Regions from separate parts of the Mus musculus genome. Here region 1 is linked to region 2. A link is a contact called in public HiChIP or PLAC-seq data. All regions are on one chromosome and are shown on one strand. Each heading gives the region's core, a stretch centred on a gene start, on an enhancer-like site or on the middle of the called end of the contact. The rest is flanking DNA. Distances are from core to core; before and after follow the strand shown. Region 1 holds the start of Rtp2 (receptor transporter protein 2). Region 2 overlaps Masp1 (mannan-binding lectin serine peptidase 1).

Region 1 (4,489 bases), core at 1,545-4,044, 450 kb before region 2:
AACATGGACTCTGCTAGGTATCTCTGGTTGACACTTGTGAGTTGTTCTGAGCAGGTGAACTATCCTGGGACTCAAAGTTCACTTCCACCCAAAGGATGAACCGAGTGCTGTGGTCTGTAGGTGGAGAAGCCTTTCAAAATATCTTTCAAAGGGTCTCCCAAGGATCTTGAGTTTGTCAGCAACACTATCAAAGATTCTTTGAACTTGGAGACAGGAAGGTTTAATACAGTTTCGTCCCTCCTGGATTTGTTTAGAAATATCATGAGACAGTAAGTGATTTTACTTGAACCTTTGGTAGCCTGTGAGTTAGCACATGGCTCTCAGTAACACCGGCTGGCTGGGGTGGGATTCCGCACAGCATAGAGCTGGTGGAGCGTGACTGTGTTCCCTGAAGAATATGGGCTGAAATCTCCTGAGGCAGTCCCCAGGTGATTCTGAATTTCATACTTCTCAATTCTTCCTTGCCGTTTCTTGTTATTAATTGTGTCATATAATATTCTATTTCTTAAAAAAATATTTAAATATTTTAAGTCTATTGGTATGAAGGTGTCAGATCCCCTGGAACTGCAGTTACAGATAGTTTTGAGCTGCCGTGTGGGTGCTGGGAACTGAACCCAAGTTCTCTGGAAGAGTAGCTGGTGTTCTCAACCACCAAGTCATCTCTCTAACCCTCATCACATAGTATTTTAACAAATAAAATTTAAATAATGAACATTTTGCAAAAGTATTTATTACTTGAACTCCATAGTAAAGGATAAGAGTGGCTCATTTTGCGTGTGAGATCTAGATAGATAGTGTTATTTTTTTAAGGCTAAAATTAGTTCATTTAAAACATTATCACCCAGACTGAAGATGCTGCAGCTCCAAGTTATGAGCTGCCAGTGAGCAATGTGCCCACATGGAGAGTGTCTTAATGGTGCAGCCCAGTGCCAACCTGAGAAAGACTGAGCTAGTAATTGTCACATCATCGTATAGTAATTGCTACACTCATTGGTGATATCCCAGAAAGAGTTTCCAGTGCCAACAGCGTTGTTGAACAGAAAGATGAATCGCCCTGGTTTCTGCTTAGAGGATTCCATTCTAACTTAAGTATGATCCGATGCCTAAGGGGATTGCATCATCTGAGAGAGAACAAAACAAAGCCAAACAGACGAACCCTAGCAATTCCCACTGTCCTTTAAGCTTTCCGACACTGCCTTTGATCTGGGAACAATGGTATAGTACATCTCAGAGCTGGACCACGGCACTTCGCTCTAGGTCGGGCCAAAATCTCGTGGCTTCCTTCAGTTCCCGGGAACTCATGGACCCTGGATGTCACCTGTTTTGTAGCTGATGATAGGAGAGTCCCCAGTGAGTCACCCAGTCCAGGGTTTCTTTTGAGAGCAGTTTTCCATTTCTAGGCCTGAGTTGTCCTGATTCACTATGAAAAGATTTGAATTGGCTGTGGTGCTCCAAGCCTTTAATCTCAGCGCTCAGGAGGCAAAGGCAGGCTGATCTCTGTGATTTCCATGCCAGCCAAGGCTACATAGTGAAACCCTTCCAAAAAAGTAAATAAATAAAAAATAAGAAAAAGAAAAAGGGAAGGAGGGCTGGGGTTTGGGAATTTAAATCGAGGCCAATAAGGAAACCGGAAATCAGTAGTTCTTGATGGCCTTACAGCACAGACTTGTACTTCTATAGGTTAACACAAAGCTAGTGGAAGAGCACTTCTCTGAGTTGAAGGATGTTCAGTGGCCATCCTCCTAACCCTATCCCACACAGAGACCATATGGAGGCGCATGACAAATCTGGAACCCAGCACTGATAACTTCCGGCACCTAGCTACCCTTTTTAGTTCTGCCTACTTTCGCTGTCTCCACAGCCCTAGAAGCCAGAGCTTCAGGTTAAAGAAGTGACAGGTGATGGACTACAGACATCGCAGAAACCTCGCAATATCCGGGGCAGAACCAGGTATCCACAGCCTCTGGTCTGTAAAAAAATAGAACTTGGGCGTCAGGAAGCCTCGGCTCTCTGTTGTCTGCTCTGCATCAGCTGAGGTAGCTCAGCCTGCAGCTCGGAAGATACTAGATCCCGTAGCAGCAGCCTCCGCGAGCCCTGGGAGCAGGGAGTGACTGTGGCAACCCTGGAGTGTGAACTGTTATCACTGAGCTTTTCACAGTGTATTAAATTACTTCTGTCTCACCAACCGGATTGAGAATTCTCCAGCGAAGGGAGAGCGACGTGTCACTTGTCGCGTCTCCCTTCATCACGATGTTAGGAGCATAATACGCTCGAGATAATTAAAGGGGTAGACATCATTTAGGAAGGCCTGGATCTGAATTGTGGATGATCACTTGGGGGTTACAGAAGCCTGCTTTCTGGTCTGTCTTGGCTAGTACACAGATCAAGTAGCTTGTGGCTAGCACATGGCAAACAATGGCCACAATGCATCAGGAGTGTGGGAGCATCAGGTCCCATATCTCCATTCTGCTTCTGCTGACGTCCCTAGGGTATTATGGTTGCCATGGCACATGGCTGGAGAAAGCAGGGAAGAGCAGTGGGGTGAAAAAGGGCCACCACATAGCCCTTGTCCTCTGGGGAACCTCCGTCAGCCCATGGGTTGGATCTCACCTCTCTCTGCTTTCTCAACCTAGTCAGCATTACAATTCAGTTTGCCTCTGCAATCTGGCTCAGGACCCTGGAACTCTCCCTGGAGGCTTGCCTCCTCCCTATCCCTGGCTCCTGGTACCTGCCTGGCTGTCATAGTAACAGGTTCCAGGGTGACAAAAGAGGAAGCTGGCTCTTGTGGGTAAGGCTTTTTGGACCACAGAGACTGCCTGGGCTGCATCTATCTAAGCTTTCTGTTCTTCCTTGGGCTGAGTTCACCCTTCTATCCCAGCCAACAGGACCATGTCCACCAGCCTGACCACTTGTGAGTGGAAGAAGGTCTTCTACGAGAAGATGGAGGTGGCCAAGCCAGCGGACAGCTGGGAGCTCATCATAGACCCCACCCTCAAGCCCAATGAGCTGGGCCCTGGCTGGAAGCAGTACCTGGAGCAACATGCCTCAGGCAGGTGAGAGGCTGGTGGGAGGAGGTGCAGGAAGCCCTCCCTCCCCCAGAAGGATGGGGGCTGTCACAGACTTTGCAAGTCTGGGCCTCTGGTAGGTCTCACCAGGTCAGCTCAGGTGACAAGCAGGCAATGAACCACCAGAAGGACCATCTAGGCTATGTTTCTAACCACAGTTGTTCAGGTTCCTTGGTTCCTTGGAACAAATTGTGCCCTGCATTTGAGTCTCAGTTTTCCATAGAAAATCAAGACTGGCAAGGCTTCAAAGCCCTGCAAATTCAGATGCCTAGTATAGATAGAATGGAGAGGAGGTACAATGGGGATCTCCAGAATTCTCAACCTAGAAGTTGGGGTATATGTGTTTGGCGGCTGTGGTGTCCATCTGCTCAATCAAATGCAACTAGACATGAAGACAGAACAAGTTACTGATCACATAGTATATTTGAGAGCCTGGTTCCATAGCTCTGTGAACTTGGCCTTGTCCCCTTCTTTCTCTGGTTCCCAGTTTTCATATTTACAAGGCAAGGGAGCTCATCTTAGCTCATCTTAAAACACTACTCCAATCCCGTCCAACACTACTGTCAGTGGATGACAAGTTGCTGACCTCAGGCAGCACTTGCCCTAGATCCTCCTAAGTGCTCCTCACTCTTCTGCCATGCAGAGTGTCCTGGGGGCTCTTCTAAAATCGTTTCCCTTTTACAAACAGATGATGGGGGTGGGGGATGGGAGCCACAGTTTCTTGGTCAGACAGCCTCCAGCTCACCTGCAGTGGTGCAGCGCCCCCCCCCCCCCCAGGCGAGCTGGTGGCTGTGTTGTGGAGGTGTGAAAAAATTATGGCTGGGTTGTCCATATTGTAAGAATGTGAAGCCTCTTGAGTAGACAACAGCATGTGGGTGGGAGCAGAAAAAGGCAGGCTGACCATAGGCCTTGCCAACAAATAAATAGAGCATGTGTTAGCATAGGACAGGGCATAGTTGGTTGGTTTGTGTTGTCTCCTGTTATCAATGCTGGGCAGTGGAAATCTCTCTAAGTAGCTGCATGATCTCTATTTTCTATGCTTCAGTCTCACCTCCCCCCCCCCAAGCCCCCCTCCCCTACGTCCCAAATGCTCACCAATGTTTGATACTTTTGGAGATATGGGGTCTGTCTTGAGGGAGGGAAGTTGTTCTAGACTGGCTTATTTTAAAGACTTGGGAGACTGCACGCATGAAGCATTTGAGCCTCCTGGGGGATAAAGTGCAGAAAGTTGGGAACTGGCTGGTGTGTGGGGTTTGGGGAGTTTAGGGACATCTCCAAAGACTCATAGGTCTTCTCACCTTGGGCTTGGTCCCAGCCGGCCACAGAAAGGGCTGGGTCATAGCTGCCCCAGTCATTCTGTGTACATGCTTATTTGATATTGATCTTTCAGATGTACTAAGTATTGGGCCTGAGTACTCGCTCAG
Region 2 (4,611 bases), core at 686-3,185:
AGTGCTAAAGGTGCAGAGCGCCGCGGCCGGCCGGGAAAACACTGCCTGCCGGGTGCCTCCTAACATCCTGTTAAGCTTCCCCAAAGACTCCAGAAATTCAGAAATGATGCATTCTGGGCACCTCTCAATTCAGGACATGACACAAAGTTGTTTATCAGAGCAATGAGTTGTCCTGAATTTTTAAATAAGGTTTCATATGGCTTAAGGATGAGGGACTACAACCTTGACAAAGTTCCTCAGAGGTGCTGGAGGATGATGGTGCTGAACAAGAAGCAGGTTTAAAGGTGGCAGACGGGCACTCCTCTCACTCCCTCCAAAGTGCCAGCCCACCTAGCTACCCTTCAGAGTAAGAAAGCAAAGTTCCCACTTGCGGGCACGAGGGGCTGGAACCAGGGGTTAGGATTGTTATGTTCCCCAGGTGAACCCAATGTAGAGCCAAGCTAGAGGCCCACTGCTCTGCAGGAAGTTTCCTCGAGAAGGGCCCAGTCACCATCAACAACAGCATTACCTGGGAGCTGATTAGAACTCTGAATCCTTGGGTAGGTCAGAAGAACTGAATTGAAATCTTCGTGGCAGGGACAAGCAGCCGGTCTCCACTAGCCTTCTCTGGGTGATGCTGACCCCTTGCTCTAATTGGAGAACCTCTGCCCTAAACCCAGAGTCAAAACCATAGTTTTTCCTCTAGAAACACTTGCCCATGCCTAGCGTGTGAATGAGGCTAATGGCGACATGACATGTCATGCATTTATGGGCAAGTTTGCCTTTGAGACTCATCGGGCTAATTCCTAGTTGAAGAGAGCCAGGTTTGAAGTTTGCGTTATCTTTGTTAGGAAATATGTGCTAACCCACTCCCTCCGTCTTCCCACGCCCTCCTGGCTTCCTTTCAGGATAACGAGGTGATGGACACATTCCAAATTGAGTGTCTGAAGGACGGTGCATGGAGTAACAAGATCCCCACCTGTAAAAGTAAGAAAATCAAACGGGTTGATTCCAATGATGCATTCCTTCATGGTGGGCTTGAAGCACCGAGCATGGGGTGAAAGGCTTTGACAGAGCTCTCTGAGAGGGGCAGACAGAGATCACTAACCATGTAGTAGCTAGACCAAGGAATATAAGAGCCCAATTCAAGAATAAGATTTTGGAATCACACACACACACACACACACACACACACACACACACACACGCACGCATGCACGACGCACGCACGCACACCTTCAAACAGGGTACAAATGTGGCAAAGGAATATAAGCACATCTCAATGTCTGAAATGAGCTTTAGCTCTGGAATTGCTAGTTTGGGAAACTAGTTTGGCGCTCAGGCCCAGAGCCCAGTGGCCTTGAGTGTCTGTGTGCCAATCGCTCACCTGCTAAGTCTTCCGGGTCAGCCGCTGACTTAGGGCTGTGGGGTCATCACACAGAACCCCACTAGCTCTGGTGACCTGGAGTTCTTGCCTTGTGTGCCCCTAACGTATTACAAGACCATGGACGTTTCTGTAACTATAAAATAGAGAGTATGGAGTAGCTTTAATTCTAGAATGTGTGCCAATGGTTCTAGAGAGAAATAATCCACATAAATAAGCTATTGAGTGTTATAGAATATAGATAGATAGATAGATAGATAGATAGATAGATAGATTTCCAGCTACTACTCCATTACTTTCATACCCAAGTAATTTCAAATGTAAAATGTTCAAGGATTATAATTTTAGCAGCTATAAATAGTAACAGTGTCCTTGCAGGGGGAGGGGGACTCTTTGACTTGCTTTAGAATAGAGAATTCTAAGTTAAGATATTATAGTCAGTGCCCCTCCCACCATTTTGTGACTTTGGGTTCTGTCCCCTTTCTTTTCACTGCCACCCAGCACTCAGCCAGATCCTTTCCCACTAGGAATCCTGGTGGGAGGGCTGGGGCGGGGGCAAACCCCAGGCAGCTGAGCACAATCAAAATGGGCTGGTTTTCCTTTTCATATGGTGATGGGCTGTGGTCAGGGTCAAGTGAGGGGAAAAGACTGCCATTTTATAGCTTCAGGAATAAGCGAAGCACTCACCGAATGCCAATGCAGAGTTCAGGAGAGAGTCCAGATGGAGAAGACAAGGTCCAAGCCTGTCTTAGTCAGGGATTCTATTCCTGCACAAACATCATGACCAAGAAGCAAGCTGGGGAGGAAAGGGTTTATTCAGCTTACACTTCCATACTGCTGTTCATCACCAAAGGAAGTCAGGACTGGAACTCAAGCAGGTCAGGAAGCAGGAGCTGATGCAGAGGCCATGGAGGGATGTTCTTTACTGGCTTGCCTCCTCTGGCTTGCTCAGCCTGCTCTCTTATAGAATCCAAGACAGACAGCCCAGAGATGGCACCACCCACAAGGGGCCTTTCCCCCTTGATCACTAATTGAGAAAATGCCTGACAGTTGTATCTCATGGAGGCATTTCCTCAACTGAAGCTCCTTTCTCTGTGATAACTCCAGCTGTGTCAAGTTGACACAAAACTAGCCAGTACAAAGCCTGAGGACCTCGTATGTTCCTGCAGTAAGGTGGCCCAGTGTGCAGTGTGCCTGGGCTCTAGCAAGGTGTGTGCAGGGCCAAGCAAGGGTCATTCTGCAGACGATCAATGGAGGTTTTCAGTGTCCAGGACCGAAGCAGACTCTGTAGTTGGGAAGCTGGGGCTTTAGGTGTTTATTCTAGCAGTAGGCAATGTGTTCATACTCTTCTGGCCTCATGCCCCCTGGTCACGACTGTGCTGACAACTTACTGGATGCCTACACCCAGTGTGCCTGTAAGGAGCAGGAATACATTCCGGGTAGTGAGTGCTTAGATCTCCTCAGCCCATCCCCATCACTGGGCAGGGCTTGGTATCTCTGTCTTATGTTTTTGAAAAGCAGAAGGTGCTATTAACACTTTTTCCTGGTAAATTATAATGGGCGCCTTGAAAGAGGAAGTCACTACAACATGAGATGGTATTTTTTTAAAATAATACCTTATTTAGTTTTACTTTGTGTATTGCTATGAGTGTGTCAGATGTGGAATTGGAGTAACAGACAGTTGTGGGCTTCCATGTGAGTGCTGGGAACTGAACCCGGATCCTCTGAAAGAGCAGCCAGTGTTCTTAACTGCTTAGTCCCTCTCTCTAGCCCCTAGATACTATTATTTTATATGCCCTGTGCTAGACAGCCACAGAACATGTTAACATTTTATACTGAAAATTTGACCCAATTCATCTGCATTAAAGTATATTAGGACGGCTTCAGCTCTTATTAACACACAGCCAGCATCTCTGAGCATCTGTGGGTACCTTGTACTCTGCTAGGTCTTATACAGATAAGACTGACAAGTTGAGTCCTTGGGAATGTGAAAGTAGGGGTGAAAGAAAGAAAGAGAGAGAGAGAGAGAGAGAGAGAGAGAGAGAGAGAGAAAGCTTGCAAGGTGTGACTATGCAACACAGAGACTGGGGATGTAGCTGGGGTGGTAGCATGCTTGCTTAGAATGTACAAGGCCCTGGATCCAGTCCCCAGCATTGCATGTGCTACCACACATGGCAGCACATTATTGTAACTGCAGCACTTCAGAGATAAGAGTCTGGGGATAAGAAGATTAGAAATGTAAGGTCATCTTCAGCTATATAATGAGTTCAAGGACAGCCTAGGCCACATAACACCCTGTCTCCAAGAGAGAGACAGAGACAGAGACAGACAGACATAGAGAGAGACAGAGACAGAGGGAGGGAGGGAGGGAGGGAGGGAGGGAGGGAGGGAGGGAGGGAGGGAGGAAGAGAGAGAAAAAGAGAAAGAGAGATGATAAAAAATGTAAAGAGGAACAGGAAGTGGAAATTATGGGAATCTTGGCCCTGTCACCACAAAGTGGTGACAAGTCCTGCTATACTCTGAATGCCATCTGTCAAATAAGCATTTGGGCTGGATGAATGCAAAGCTCCCAGCCAGGGGCAGGATTTTCTCTTCCTCAAGAGCCAGGATGTAAGACTATGTAAATTCTCAGAAGGATACAAATTCAGCCATCCCAGACTGTCCTTCACAATGGCTGTGCCTAAACTTCATTCTTAGTCAGCTCTGGTGGAACGGTTTCTGTGTTTCCTGCGTGAACTATTTCTGCTTTGCTTGCTAATTTTTCTCTCTTCCTTTTCTCTCTCCTTCTCTCCCTCCCTCTCTCTCTGCTCTCTTCCTTCTGTCTCCTGATCCTCCTTTGCCTTCACCATGGTGACAGAAAGCGAGATCGAATTGGAGAAGGAGCTGGAGTCAGAGCCAGTGGCAGAGTGAATGATTGGCACTGGCGGGAACCCCACACAGTGCAACATCTGAGAATGGATTACTTACAGAGAACCCAATCCCTTCCAGAGCCACCCCACCCCGCCCCACCCCGCCCCACCCACCAACACTCCATTGCCCACTTGAGTGTGGATTAGAATGGATGCTGAGCTAGGCAGCAAGCCTCATCATCAGAAAGAGCTGCCTACCTGAGAACATTCTCTCTCTCTCCTGACGATTTACTCACCATTCAAACTTACTGCAAAAAGCAATGAAAAGACAATGGGTGATTATTTTAATCTCTCAGTGAACTGTACTCTTCTCAAAGGAAAATATGTCCTTGGGTTAAA

Evidence for each region. HiChIP or PLAC-seq counts read pairs in DNA pulled down with a chosen protein or histone mark.
Region 1: an H3K27ac HiChIP or PLAC-seq map of embryonic stem cells shows a contact between it and region 2, with 13 times the contacts expected there. The contact joins the promoter of Rtp2 here to the enhancer-like site in region 2. A contact is called at or near these places in 9 of 39 promoter capture datasets (the C10 cell line, the HPC-7 cell line, HPC-7-derived erythroid cells and 5 more), 2 of 484 Hi-C or Micro-C datasets (bone marrow-derived macrophages and nephron progenitors), 3 of 115 datasets of contacts at active chromatin or transcription factors (cardiomyocytes, embryonic stem cells and extraembryonic endoderm stem cells) and 3 of 9 other capture datasets (adipose tissue, embryonic stem cells and macrophages).

The regions. Positions count from the first base shown.
Region 1 is chr16:23,929,099-23,933,587 of GRCm38.p6, reverse strand. Rtp2 (receptor transporter protein 2) reads left to right here and starts at 2,794. Exons shown (of 2, transcript NM_001008230.3): 1 at 2,794-3,053. The coding sequence starts at 2,890.
Region 2 is chr16:23,479,750-23,484,360 of GRCm38.p6, reverse strand. Masp1 (mannan-binding lectin serine peptidase 1) reads left to right here. Exons shown (of 11, transcript NM_001359083.1): 7 at 1-10; 8 at 888-966. Among named protein-coding and RNA genes, the nearest start is that of Masp1, 39 kb to the left of the region's middle. Within about 2 kb of position 1,935, at least 3 of the 459 cell types and tissues checked have an H3K27ac peak or open chromatin away from gene starts, as enhancers often do. A contact at or near this core is called in embryonic stem cells, where this site is marked.